Linked DNA regions of Mus musculus: all the other regions are linked to region 2. A link is a contact called in public promoter capture Hi-C data. All regions are on one chromosome and are shown on one strand. Each heading gives the region's core, a stretch centred on a gene start, on an enhancer-like site or on the middle of the called end of the contact. The rest is flanking DNA. Distances are from core to core; before and after follow the strand shown. Region 1 overlaps Rdh10 (retinol dehydrogenase 10 (all-trans)). Region 2 holds the start of Sbspon (somatomedin B and thrombospondin, type 1 domain containing). Region 3 holds the start of 4930444P10Rik (RIKEN cDNA 4930444P10 gene).

Region 1 (3,695 bases), core at 93-2,592, 220 kb after region 2:
CCTTTTGACCAATGGACTGTGTTTGGCTTTTATCAAAATGGCAAACTGATCCCTGATTACCCAAAAGGGGAACGCAAAAGTGTTCACCCCAGGCCTTTTATGTGCAGAAGGAATCTTCCGTGGTAAAGGACTAAATCTGTCAGATAGCTAGTCAGTAATTTACTTCTATTGATATGGTAGTCAGACAAGATAATTGGTAGTTAATTAATAGACCACTTAACTTAAAAGGTTTCACGGTTTTAAAATACTAATTACTGAATTCAGCATTTATCTATATCCAAACGTCTAAAGTCTATTTAGTTAAAATCCATCCAAGAAAAGTAAAAGCCCACCAGCTAGACCAGAATAAGGCAGCACTTAAAGACATTAGCGTGCTACCATGGTACCTAATATCTCAAGAATAGACCCTGATCATTAACATTTTGAGTTCTTATAAGATTTACTGGTTTTCAATCTTACATATGTATTCCTGTATTCTCAGACTAGAGAAATATAGTTTAGCTTAAATTCTCTTAGGCTTAGAATTTAAATTTTTTATTTCTAAAGTACTCATAAAATTTTTTGTCTAATGCTTTCTTCTCTGTACTATAATATTACAGAACTCTAGATCCTTTATGTAATACTGCTTTCCTGTTTTAGGATAGCTGCTGAAAATGAGGAGTTTGTAGCATGTTTTTGACAGTGTGCCAGAACTGGCTCTCTGCCTCCATGCACATTCTGTGTGTAAGAGTGTGTGAGCATAGGAGCACTGGCTAAGGGTGGGGGCTGAGCAGAGGTCAGAGCTGACACACCTTGTCAGATTCTGTGGTAGTTGAAAACTGATGAAACATCTCTCTAGATTGGCAACTGCTTGGAGATATATGGGACTGGACTGTGTACACGGAATGAGATCGCATGCTCAATGAAACTTGAATTTCTATATATGAAACATTACATGTGGGGCCCAAATCTATTGCTCCTGAACGTCACAATTTACAACATGATATAATGTCCTTTGAATCAGTGGTGTAAGCAAGGAACAAGATGTTATGTCATACATAAAAAATGTCACTTCATCTTTAATGAATGTGTGGTAATATGTGCCTGGTTGTCAGACTCGTTTAGGAAGCACTAGGTAACATGTGCCTTAAATTCTCAATTGTCTGGGCAGTTAGCAGTGCTCCTTCGGTGCCTGGTGCAGAGGGAAGCCTGTATTATCACAGAATGTGCCCTTGACTACCTCCTTGAAATGCAAGGGAATCCACCCTTCCACCACCTTAGCTCTCCGGCTCCTTAGTGTTGTGTGTTCACACCATTCTCCCTGTGCCTCTATCTAACTGGGTGATCTGCTTCAGTTGCCTAACTGTGATTCTAGGCCATTTGCAAACTTGTGCTGTTCTCTTAGCTGCTGACCTCTCCTGTTCCACTGATAGTAAGCTAACTCCCTCTTTTTTAAACCACTGGCTGACTCACCAAGCTTGGCAGCAGTTGTCTCTCCTGTGCTCATTCACTGGTCACCAAGTTCTTTTCAGATAAATCTGTACTTCCTCTGTCATTATTTCTCACCTGGACTCTAATGAGCCTCTGGACTTCTTTCCCTATGTCTATTCTTTGCTGCCCAATCCAGGGTTATCTAACTAGTATTGAGTTTGAAATGTGCTTACTTAAAATCTTGTGTGACCATATTGCTCACAGTCAGAAATCAGAGGTCATTTGCATGGTGTCTTGAACCTTCCAAAACCAATTTCTACCTATCTTCCCAGTTTAGTAGCTATTATGTCCTCTGGTATGGTCTCAACCTCAGTTGGACTAGACACCTCACTACCCTGAGAGAGCACTGTCACAGGTTAGTTAGATGCCAGTCTGAGCTGCAGAGTGATTCCTTGGCTCAGAGGTAGGCAGACACACCATGATTGTGCAAGAGAAACAGATCCAGATGTTTCCACATGGGTCAAATGGTGTCTTTCTCTATAAGGATGGCAGGCCCTGATGGACAGTCCCCGGTTCTTGGTTCAAGGGATGACCTTGTTGTTTGCTCATGGAGTGACTTGTGCTGGTTATCTCAATTTCTTGAAGCAAAGTTGATACTTGTTTTCTGTCTCTGGGAATTTCTATACCCAGGTCTTTATTCATTATCTGTCCAAATAGGTATGTCAGTGGAGCATTCTTTAGCCCGTGCTAATGCTAACCAATACTGAGTAGCTTTTTCCTAAAGGCTGAATGGAGAGTGCCCAGTCCATTGCAGGACCGGCCGGCCCCTAGGGCAGGGAGAAGAGCTACAAATGTAGTTCAACATTCAGCTGCCCACATCCTCTCAGTTTATTCTTTTCCCTTAAATTTGTTGTTGCTCCAATTGTCTGGGAGCCGTTCAAGATCTTTGACAAATTCCAGTGGATTGATTCAGTGACCTTAGTGAATTAATTTAGTGGCAGAAAACTACTTGGAAGTACTTTTAACAACCTGACTTGAGAATTGGAAGAACTTTAAGGAGGAATCCTTTTTATTTAAGGCTTTTCTTGGGATAAGGAAAATTAGTAATCACAGAGTTCCCTAAGTTTCTGCTTCAGTTCTTTCAGAAACTAAAATGACTGCTGGCGAGCGAGCGAGCGAGCAAGCAAGGCAAGCAGCAGGTTTGCCTGCGCTCAGATCCTTGCTCTGGTTGAGCGTGCAGAGGACGGGCCTCACTAATTTCCTTGCTTGCTTTCCTTCTGTCTAATGATAAGTAGTGGGCAGGGGACTGGTGCACAGAGCCATGCCTCGAGAAAGTCCATCTGACTGGAAGTCCTGAGAAACAAGAGCACCTCTCCATAGAAATGTGCAAGCCACACTGACCATGTGATGAAGTCGAAACACAGGCAAAATGATTGTATAAAATTACCTTTGTATGTGTGCTTAGTACGAAAACCTTAAATTAACTGTTTAATCTTAGATCCCATCCCTAAGACACTTCAATCTGCATATGCAAATGTAGAAAACTTCTAAATCCTTCTGGTGGTGCCAGGCATTTTGGATTAGGGAAACAACCTATACCCAAGATGTTTTTAGACGCCCCCCCCCCCCCGCCCGAACTGTACTTTGCTTAAGTTTCCACTAGGGGGTGTCATGGCAGGGCAGATTTATGTCTTATTTCCTACAAACATAACAGATTTTCCCTAGGAGAAAGGACCCTTTGTTACTAATCTTTAGAGTATGGCAGGAAAAAAAAAAAACAGTAACAACAGTCTAGAGTAGAGGTCTACTGCCTGCCTCACTGGAGTTTGTTAAGTCCAATGTCTGGGCCTGTAGTTCCCAGATTTAGACTGAAATGTGTTAATCTCATTTAGTTTAATTAGTGATTTCTTATCTCAAGGTAATGCAGTAAGTTAGTTCTTCAAAGTCTTGCCCTTCTCACTTCTGTCAGCCCACATAGGAGCTCCTTTCAGACTGAGCCTTTCACAACAGTGTAATTAGAAAATAGCTCAAGGATGGATGCCTGGCGCTCTCTCTCTCTCTCTCTCTCTCTCTCTCTCTCTCTCTCTCTGGACATATGAAGTAGGTTGGTAGCATGAGAAAATGTCCCCATGTTTCCACTTAACCCTGCTGGTAGAGCATGGCCTCAGGGCTCAGTCCCACTGCTCATGACATACCTGGCCGACCAGTCAGTGACCCGGATCTCTGAGTTTATGCAGGCATTCACCTCCCCACTAAGAGAAGGCTCTCCCACACTGGAATGCTGG
Region 2 (3,705 bases), core at 413-2,912:
CAAATCAAAACCAATCCTGGGGTTGGGCATCCCTGGCTATCATGGACAGTGTCCCCTGCAGGAAGAGGGAGCTTTCTGTACAGTGTACATATGGTTTCTCCTGTGCTTCTGGTACAAAGTGACTTCCTAAGGAGTAGAGACAGCATCTTCAGTGTCCCACCATCCCTGTGCTTACTACAAACTAAGGGCTACAGGACTCTAGGATCAATGCATAGGCAAGCCCCTCAAGAATGAGTGCTTTGGAAGACCCAGGGACACGTAGCTGAGACACCCAGTTTCGGGTGTTGCCAGGGAAGGGGACACATGGCTCAGACTCACTGCATTTTCTGGTTCATTGACTTTTCCAGCTTCCTTTAGACTGAGGCAAGATGACTTGTCACGGGAATGGGGGGAGAACTTATCAAAAAGGGCATCCGCCAGTAAATCTTGGAGGTTTTTTGGCTGTGCCCTTCCACAGTATCATGGCTGGGTGACTGACCTGCCTGGGATTGACAGGCTCTTAGCAAAGAGGCAAGAGAGGCCTTGTTGCTACTGGGCCTCTCGTTCCTGGAGTGTGGCCCAGCCCTTGGGTCCTCTCCTCAGAAGTTGCCTAGGACTTGTGTGAGGACAAACCCTATCATATGGACAACTTTGGGACTGATCTGATTAGCAAGGAGCAAAGCTGCTTTGGTTTTCAGAGCTGACTTCTTGGTCACGGCTTGTTTTTCAGGACTGTGTTTCTCATTTCTTCCTTTACCTTTAAGTTCAATTAAACCTGCGTTGACAGAACCCTACCAAGGGGTACTGTGAGATGCTATGGGAATGTTAGATAAGAAAAGACCTCATTCTAAAGGGAAGGATCAAACACTACAGAGACTTGAGGAAAGAAAGTATCCTAAAGATAGTTCCAAGAGCACAGAAAACCTCCTCACAGGAAACAGCGGTGGTCCATGTTGGAGCCCACCACAGAACACCTCAGACCTCTAAGAAAGTGGAGGCCCCTCCCAGGGCAAGCTTGATACAAAGTGAGACAGTCTCATCTTCCTGGCCTTGTTAGTTTTCTCTATCCCCAAACTTTATGAGGTTGACAGAATGAGTGTGGTGACGGCTGGTCCAGGGACACACCCCTGACAACTGTCAGCACCATCCTTCCAGGCCCCAGGTGACTCTATGAAGCTAGAGTTCTTGAGTCACAGAACACATCCCAGAGGTGATCCCCACAGATGTTAGGGGGTGTGCTTCGGGGACATTAGATGAAGCCGACTGGGAAGCCTGGAATGGAGCGGGAGTTGGGGTGGGGGTGGGGTACTGGGATTGCGAAGGCTGATACTGGACTGGCCTGGAAGTGACCAGAAGATTCCTGGCTTCCTAGGGGTCCCTCCCGGCGCCCAGCCACCCACCTGGGCACGCCCTGTCGTAGTCGAAGCAGCAGTCCCCGGTGAGACGGCAGGCTTGGTCACAGAAGCATGTTCCATAGACCCTGTCCAGCCTCCAGCCGCGGGCGAAGCAGGCTGGGTCCCGGCCAGGACAGCAGCGGCCGGCCTCTGCACAGCCAGCCAGGGCCCCGGGCCACAGCCGCGCCAGAGCGCACAGCACCATCCACAGGGTCTTCATGGCCAGAGCTGCCGCGACACTTGCGAACGGACCCAGCTAGAGCCTCGGGCAAGAGCTCGGCTCCTCCGACAGCCGAAGCCCCCGCCCTCGGCCCTCCGCCCTTCCGCACCGCCCCTCGGCTGCCCTGGCTGTGCGCCCGCTCGGCGGGCTCTGGGCGGGTGGCACTGGGGCCCAGGTGGGACGCGCTTCTCCTCCTGGCCACCAGCCGACCCCCGACCACCCCAGGTGCTCTCACAGCCCGCTACCGGCCACTCTCCCCAGGATCCAAACTCTGCCTCCTTAGGTCTGGGGACGCGGTAGCCCGTGCCTGTTTGCACCCGGAAAGCCGCCAGAAAATGGATGGAGCCCCTGTGCACCCGGGCGACCCCCAAGCGCCCCAGCTCGCTCTAGAAAGCCCTCGGAGTCTTTTCCCAACTGTTTCTCCAACTCTCCTGGGCCCTGTCGGGCACAGAGAAGTATCTTTCTGCAGCATTTTATAGTGGCTTTTTTCTCACCCAGAAAAAAATGCTACTTTCCTTCACTTAAAGGACAAATTAATGAATACGAAGAAAATGATAAAGTAGAAACTGTACTCTGTTTTTTTGTTAAAGCCGATTTCCCAAAGAGAACCCCCACCAATAATGGTTTTTCGGTTTTTGTTTTTGTTTTTTTATAATAACTTTCACTCTAAGGTGTTCGTCTAATTTTGGAGGGTTTTATTCGCGTGCACATCTTTGTTTGTTGTCTTGTTCTTGCCACGTTGAGAATGGAAATTAGATCCTGACCGATGCAAGGTCATCCTACTAAGCGACACCCCACCGGCAACTTGTTTGTTTACTTGCTTGTTGAGATGAGGGACTTGCTACTTACTTCTGGCTGACCTGTAACTTGCCATGTAGACCAGGATGGGATGGTATCGAACTCACGAGAGCTACTGCCATCTGCCTCCCAAGTGCTGGAACGAAAGGCATAGGCCTTTACACCCAGCTTTATGCCCAAGTTTTTATATGTGTTTCTTTCTCTTCTCTAAATATATTAAGTTTTCTACACTTTATTCACTGAGATTAATTCTGGGAGTTTCACTTTTTCTTTATGACCTTAAATCATTTAATTAGCATGGTTTGTAGAAAGGAACACTTTCTATATCTGAAAACATAAGAAATCAAATTAAATTCAAAGTCTGGTTTCTTCCTTCTTCATGCAAGAGCTTCTCAAAGAGGAATTTCTGTCATTGGAGAGAAAGTAATATAAGTAGAAATTTTAAACTTTACTACAAGTGTGATAAAGCAACTTAGCAACCAAATATAAAAATTAAGCATGCTATGCAATGGACAAACCTACATTGTAAGGGTTGTATCTGATAAGTCCTGGTCTCAGATTGTATTGACCAATGTAGAATGTAATGCTATTTGATCATCCAAAGAAAATATACTCTAAAAAGAAAAAAAAAAGAAATTTTTCTTTGTGAGTTTATACAAGTAAGTTCTCAGCATTGAAAGGCTTTTTTTTTTGTTTGTTTTCCTTTCTGGCAACTATCTCTTCCTTTAGCTTTTAAAGAAATGATGTGTACTTCTTTGTGTTTTTTACTTCTTTGTGTTTTTAGTTTTGATGGTTAGGACTAAATACTCTTGCCAACAGATTACATACACCCTCAGCGTTCCTCCTGTGAGAAGTTTCATTTGCCGTTTTGTCACAACACATTCATGCAATTCATCTCCACACCTTTTCTAGACTGTCTTCTCCATGGGATGCCTCTGGGCAGATACTTCTGTAATGCCATAAGAGTCTGGAATAGTGCCAGAAAGGTGTAAAAGCAAACAATCCACTGACTAGCTCATTTTCCAGACCAAAGCTTGAAATGAAATGGTAACAGAGAAGAGGAGGTGAGCTCTGTCTTAACAGAAGTGAAAGATGGGCTGGGGAGATGAGTGATTAGAAGAGCTGGCTGTTCTTCCAGCAGACCCAAGTTTGGTTCTCAGTGCTCACTTGGGGTAATTAACTGCCAGGTCAGGTGATTAGGGTGATGGACTCCTTCTGGCCACATAGAAAACACACCCACACACATGTACATGCACATGTACACACTAAGGTGAGTGCTCACACACATAAAAATAAAAGAGAGAAGTAAAGAGC
Region 3 (3,389 bases), core at 883-3,382, 200 kb after region 2:
AGTAACATAATCTTAGGGCCATGCTTCTGACTCTAAGTGGACAAAGACTGAATTTTTATTTATTTGTTTTGTTTTGTTTTGGTTTGGTTTGGTTTGGTTTTTCGAGACAGGGTTTCTCTGTGAAGCCCTGGCTATCCTGGAATTCACTCTGTAGACCAGGCTGGCCTCGAACTCAGAAATCCTCCTGCCTCTGCCTCCCGAGTGCTGGGATTAAAGGCGTGTGCCACCACGCCCGGCAGACTGAATTTTTTAAGACACTTTTAAGTGTCCAGAGGTGAGAAGCATGTGATAAGCATCCTGCAAACAGAAACCATAATTTATTTTTAAATGATAAACATGTTTCTCTCACCACAGCCTGATGATGAAAAGGTAACTCAAACCCTGCATAATGGTGCTCTCATAACTGGGAAGTAATGGGGAGAGGGTCAGTCAAGCTCCATAGTGAGTTCAAGGCTACATGGACAGTCTCACACCCCTCCCCCCAAAAGAAAATGCAAACCAATACAAAAAAATCAAAAGAAAATTTTCTGTCAAAACTTTTAATGTGCATATACCTGACCCAAAGGTTCCGTTTTTCCTGTATAAAGGGAGAAGGGGGCTGGGGACCCATCTGCCATAGCATACAAGTGGAAGTCAGAGGACAACCCTGTAGCGCTGGCTCTCTGAGTTCTGGAATCGAAGCCAAGACATCTGTGCGGCAAATGCCCAGCCTTCGCGTGCTGAGCCATTCCCAGCCTACTCAGCAGTTCTGTTTCAAGGGATTTATTCCACAGAACTGTTTCTTTGTGTAAGAATGTTCATTGTTGGGGAGCTACGACAGCAATCGGGATGGAAAGTGAATGAATAAAAAAAAAAAGTTAGTTGTTGTGAAATATTTGTAAAATGCAAAACCTGAATCCAGTATCAATTAGAAATGTATAGGTTATACCACTCGTGGCCAAAATAACAGAGGAAAATGTGGAAGAAAGAAAACACTGGGCATATTTTAAAGTAAAAGAAGTAGGTAGAAAATAAACCTGTGTCTCAGGGCGAGTCAGCGAAGCGCACCAATGCACAATTTCAAAAACAGACAGTGTGTTTTAAAGTGTAACAACAAAAGTTTTATGAAATATTATTCTAACACTTAACTAATAGGGATTCCATATGCACACAATATGAGACCTGAGGTTTTTTTGTTTCAAAGAACACAATAGCCTGTTTGCCAAGTTGTTTGCATATGTCCCTATGGTTTCCTTGGTGTTTATGACTCCAAAGGGGCTAGATGACCAGTATGGAGAACCAGTACATAAGTCTACATGACCAGCACAATTATTTTCTTGTACCTTTAGATTATAGTGAAAATAAGAAATATACCCACAAATATGAGCACATCAGAAATGATACAAAACAGAATTGGCAATATAGGGCGTTCTGATCCATCTAGTTGAGACTGGAGAAAGAAGGCCATGTGAAAGAAAGGCAACATCTCTGCTCCCAACCTTAGGTTTAAGCTCTAGGAGAGATGCAGAGTGAACTTGTAAAGCTCTGTCCAGGAAACTCAAGGGTCCTTTGCTTGGACAGAACCTAAAAAGTGTGAAAAGAATATTCAGCGTTTCGTCCTCGTTTCCTGACACCTGACCCCACAAACGGTGCCAGTTTAGGTCCTCATGCCCAAGCCATGCTGTCGAAGCGCCTTGAGGGCAGCTTTGGAGTGTTCCACGTGGCTCTGAAGGCATCAGTTTCCCCTTCTTGAAGAGAGCCCTTCCTGGCTCCAGCCTGGAGCCCCGGCTTCCCGCACTCACCGTCCCCGCAGCTGTACAGAGGAGATGGGCTTCTTCAGGTGCCGGACCCACGGCACCAAGGAGGATGTCTGGGCCAGCGGGGGCAGCGGGCAGTGTGGGAGCCAGCGACGGCCGTGGGTGGACGCGAGCTCTCGGCTGAGGCTAGCCGCGTCTCCGGGCTGTCCACCGCGGTGGGGCGGGGCAGCCGGCAGCCTTCTCGCACTGGCACCACTCTCAGGGCGAGCATGCTTGGCGGCCGGCAGCCCGGCGATGTTCCGAGCTCGGCCGCCGCTCAGCAAGGCCGGGGCCAGCCGGGGCCAGCCGGGGCCAGCGAGCGCTCGCAGCTGCGGCCCCGCTTGCCCGGTACACCGTTGGTTGCTAGGCGCCCGTAGCCTGGGGCCGCCCCACTGAGCTAGGCGGATACAGCAGCCTCAGGATAGTGGGCCAAGGTGGATGCTGGGATGGCTGAGAGAGCAGGGAAGGACTCCCAGTCGGTATGAAGCCAGGGTGGATGCCGGCCTTTGGGTCACTTCTGAGAGGGGAGCGATGAAAAAACAAGGCTGGCTGACAGCTGTCCTAATACTCTTCCAAGGGTAGAAGTGAGAATGGACAGTTGGACAAGGAGGGGATTTGTGCCAGGTCACTGGCACATCAGCTGATATCAGTCTCATTTTTCAGATTCATTGTAACTAGACCGTTTCAAGTATTTTGTGGAAAGTGTGTCTCCACCCTACCTTGGACCAGCACCTCACCTACTTAGTAAGATCTCAACATCAGCATGCCTCACACTGCTTAACACAGAGAACATCAGTATTGAAGTTCCCTGTTAAGAAAGCCAATTCAGCCGGGCGTGGTGGCGCACGCCTTTAATCCCAGCACTCGGGAGGCAGAGGCAGGCAGATTTCTGAGTTCGAGGCCAGCCTGGTTTACAAAGTGAGTTCCAGGGCAGCCAGGGCTATACAGAGAAACCCTGTCTCGAAAAAAACAAAACAAAACAAAAAACAACAAAAGAAAGCCAATTCAGATTAGATCCAGGCTGTGATACCAGGGTAGTGAAAGCTAGCCCCTCGTGAAAAACTGGAGGTAGCAGAGCAGTGAGATGGACTTTGCGGTGGAATATTTTCCCAGCATGCTGAAGCTGGGTTTGATCCTTAGTTCAAGGTCATCACAGTAAGTTCAAGGCCAGTCCAGGAAGCACATGATTCTACCTCCAATAAAAACACGTATGTGTACTTTGTATAACTAAAAGAATTCATGAAAAATAAGGATAAAGAGACACATTTAGGATTGGGTTGCATACTAACCAGCAGAACTTAAGACAAGGGTGGAAATTAGGAGAAAATATGTCTGAAGTCCATCTCAAAAACAACTATAAATTCAGTTCTGGGGTTGCATAGTGGAGAATCACATAGAAGAGATTATATGGGTTAAACAATATACCAGCATTCAAACATTTAAGATTGAAAGGTTTTCTTTTCCATGCCCCCCCCCCCCCCGGCTCCTGTACCCTACAGAGCCTGCCTTTCCCCAAACTGTTCTTTGGCTGCATATCTAAAACTCTACCGTAATTCTTTCTTCTTTTTTTTTTTTCCTTAAAGTTCTACTGCTGAGAAATTCAAGATCACGGTG

Evidence for each region. Promoter capture Hi-C pulls out the DNA fragments that hold promoters and counts their contacts.
Region 1: a contact with region 2 is called in a promoter capture Hi-C map of liver, with 2.2 times the contacts expected there. The contact joins the enhancer-like site here to the promoter of Sbspon in region 2. A contact is called at or near these places in 15 of 39 promoter capture datasets (the 3T3-L1 cell line, the HPC-7 cell line, HPC-7-derived erythroid cells and 9 more), 4 of 484 Hi-C or Micro-C datasets (cortical neurons, epidermal suprabasal cells, nephron progenitors and 1 more), 11 of 115 datasets of contacts at active chromatin or transcription factors (the 230-238 cell line, the SCID.adh cell line, T-cell acute lymphoblastic leukemia and 6 more) and 1 of 9 other capture datasets (pancreatic islet).
Region 3: a contact with region 2 is called in a promoter capture Hi-C map of hippocampal neurons, with 5 times the contacts expected there. The contact joins the promoter of 4930444P10Rik here to the promoter of Sbspon in region 2. A contact is called at or near these places in 18 of 39 promoter capture datasets (the 3T3-L1 cell line, 3T3-L1-derived adipocytes, the C10 cell line and 12 more), 9 of 484 Hi-C or Micro-C datasets (the AML12 cell line, cardiomyocytes, cortical neurons and 3 more), 10 of 115 datasets of contacts at active chromatin or transcription factors (the 230-238 cell line, the SCID.adh cell line, T-cell acute lymphoblastic leukemia and 5 more) and 3 of 9 other capture datasets (adipose tissue, liver and pancreatic islet).

What each region holds. Positions count from the first base shown.
Region 1 is chr1:16,112,344-16,116,038 of GRCm38.p6, forward strand. The region is part of intron 2 of Rdh10 (retinol dehydrogenase 10 (all-trans)); the gene reads left to right. Among named protein-coding and RNA genes, the nearest start is that of Rdh10, 8.3 kb to the left of the region's middle. Within about 2 kb of position 1,343, at least 31 of the 459 cell types and tissues checked have an H3K27ac peak or open chromatin away from gene starts, as enhancers often do. A contact at or near this core is called in liver and pancreatic cancer cells, where this site is marked.
Region 2 is chr1:15,891,060-15,894,764 of GRCm38.p6, forward strand. Sbspon (somatomedin B and thrombospondin, type 1 domain containing) reads right to left here and starts at 1,663. Exons shown (of 5, transcript NM_001033288.3): 1 at 1,380-1,663. The coding sequence starts at 1,593.
Region 3 is chr1:16,091,193-16,094,581 of GRCm38.p6, forward strand. 4930444P10Rik (RIKEN cDNA 4930444P10 gene) reads right to left here and starts at 2,133. Exons shown (of 5, transcript NM_001243238.2): 1 at 1,782-2,133.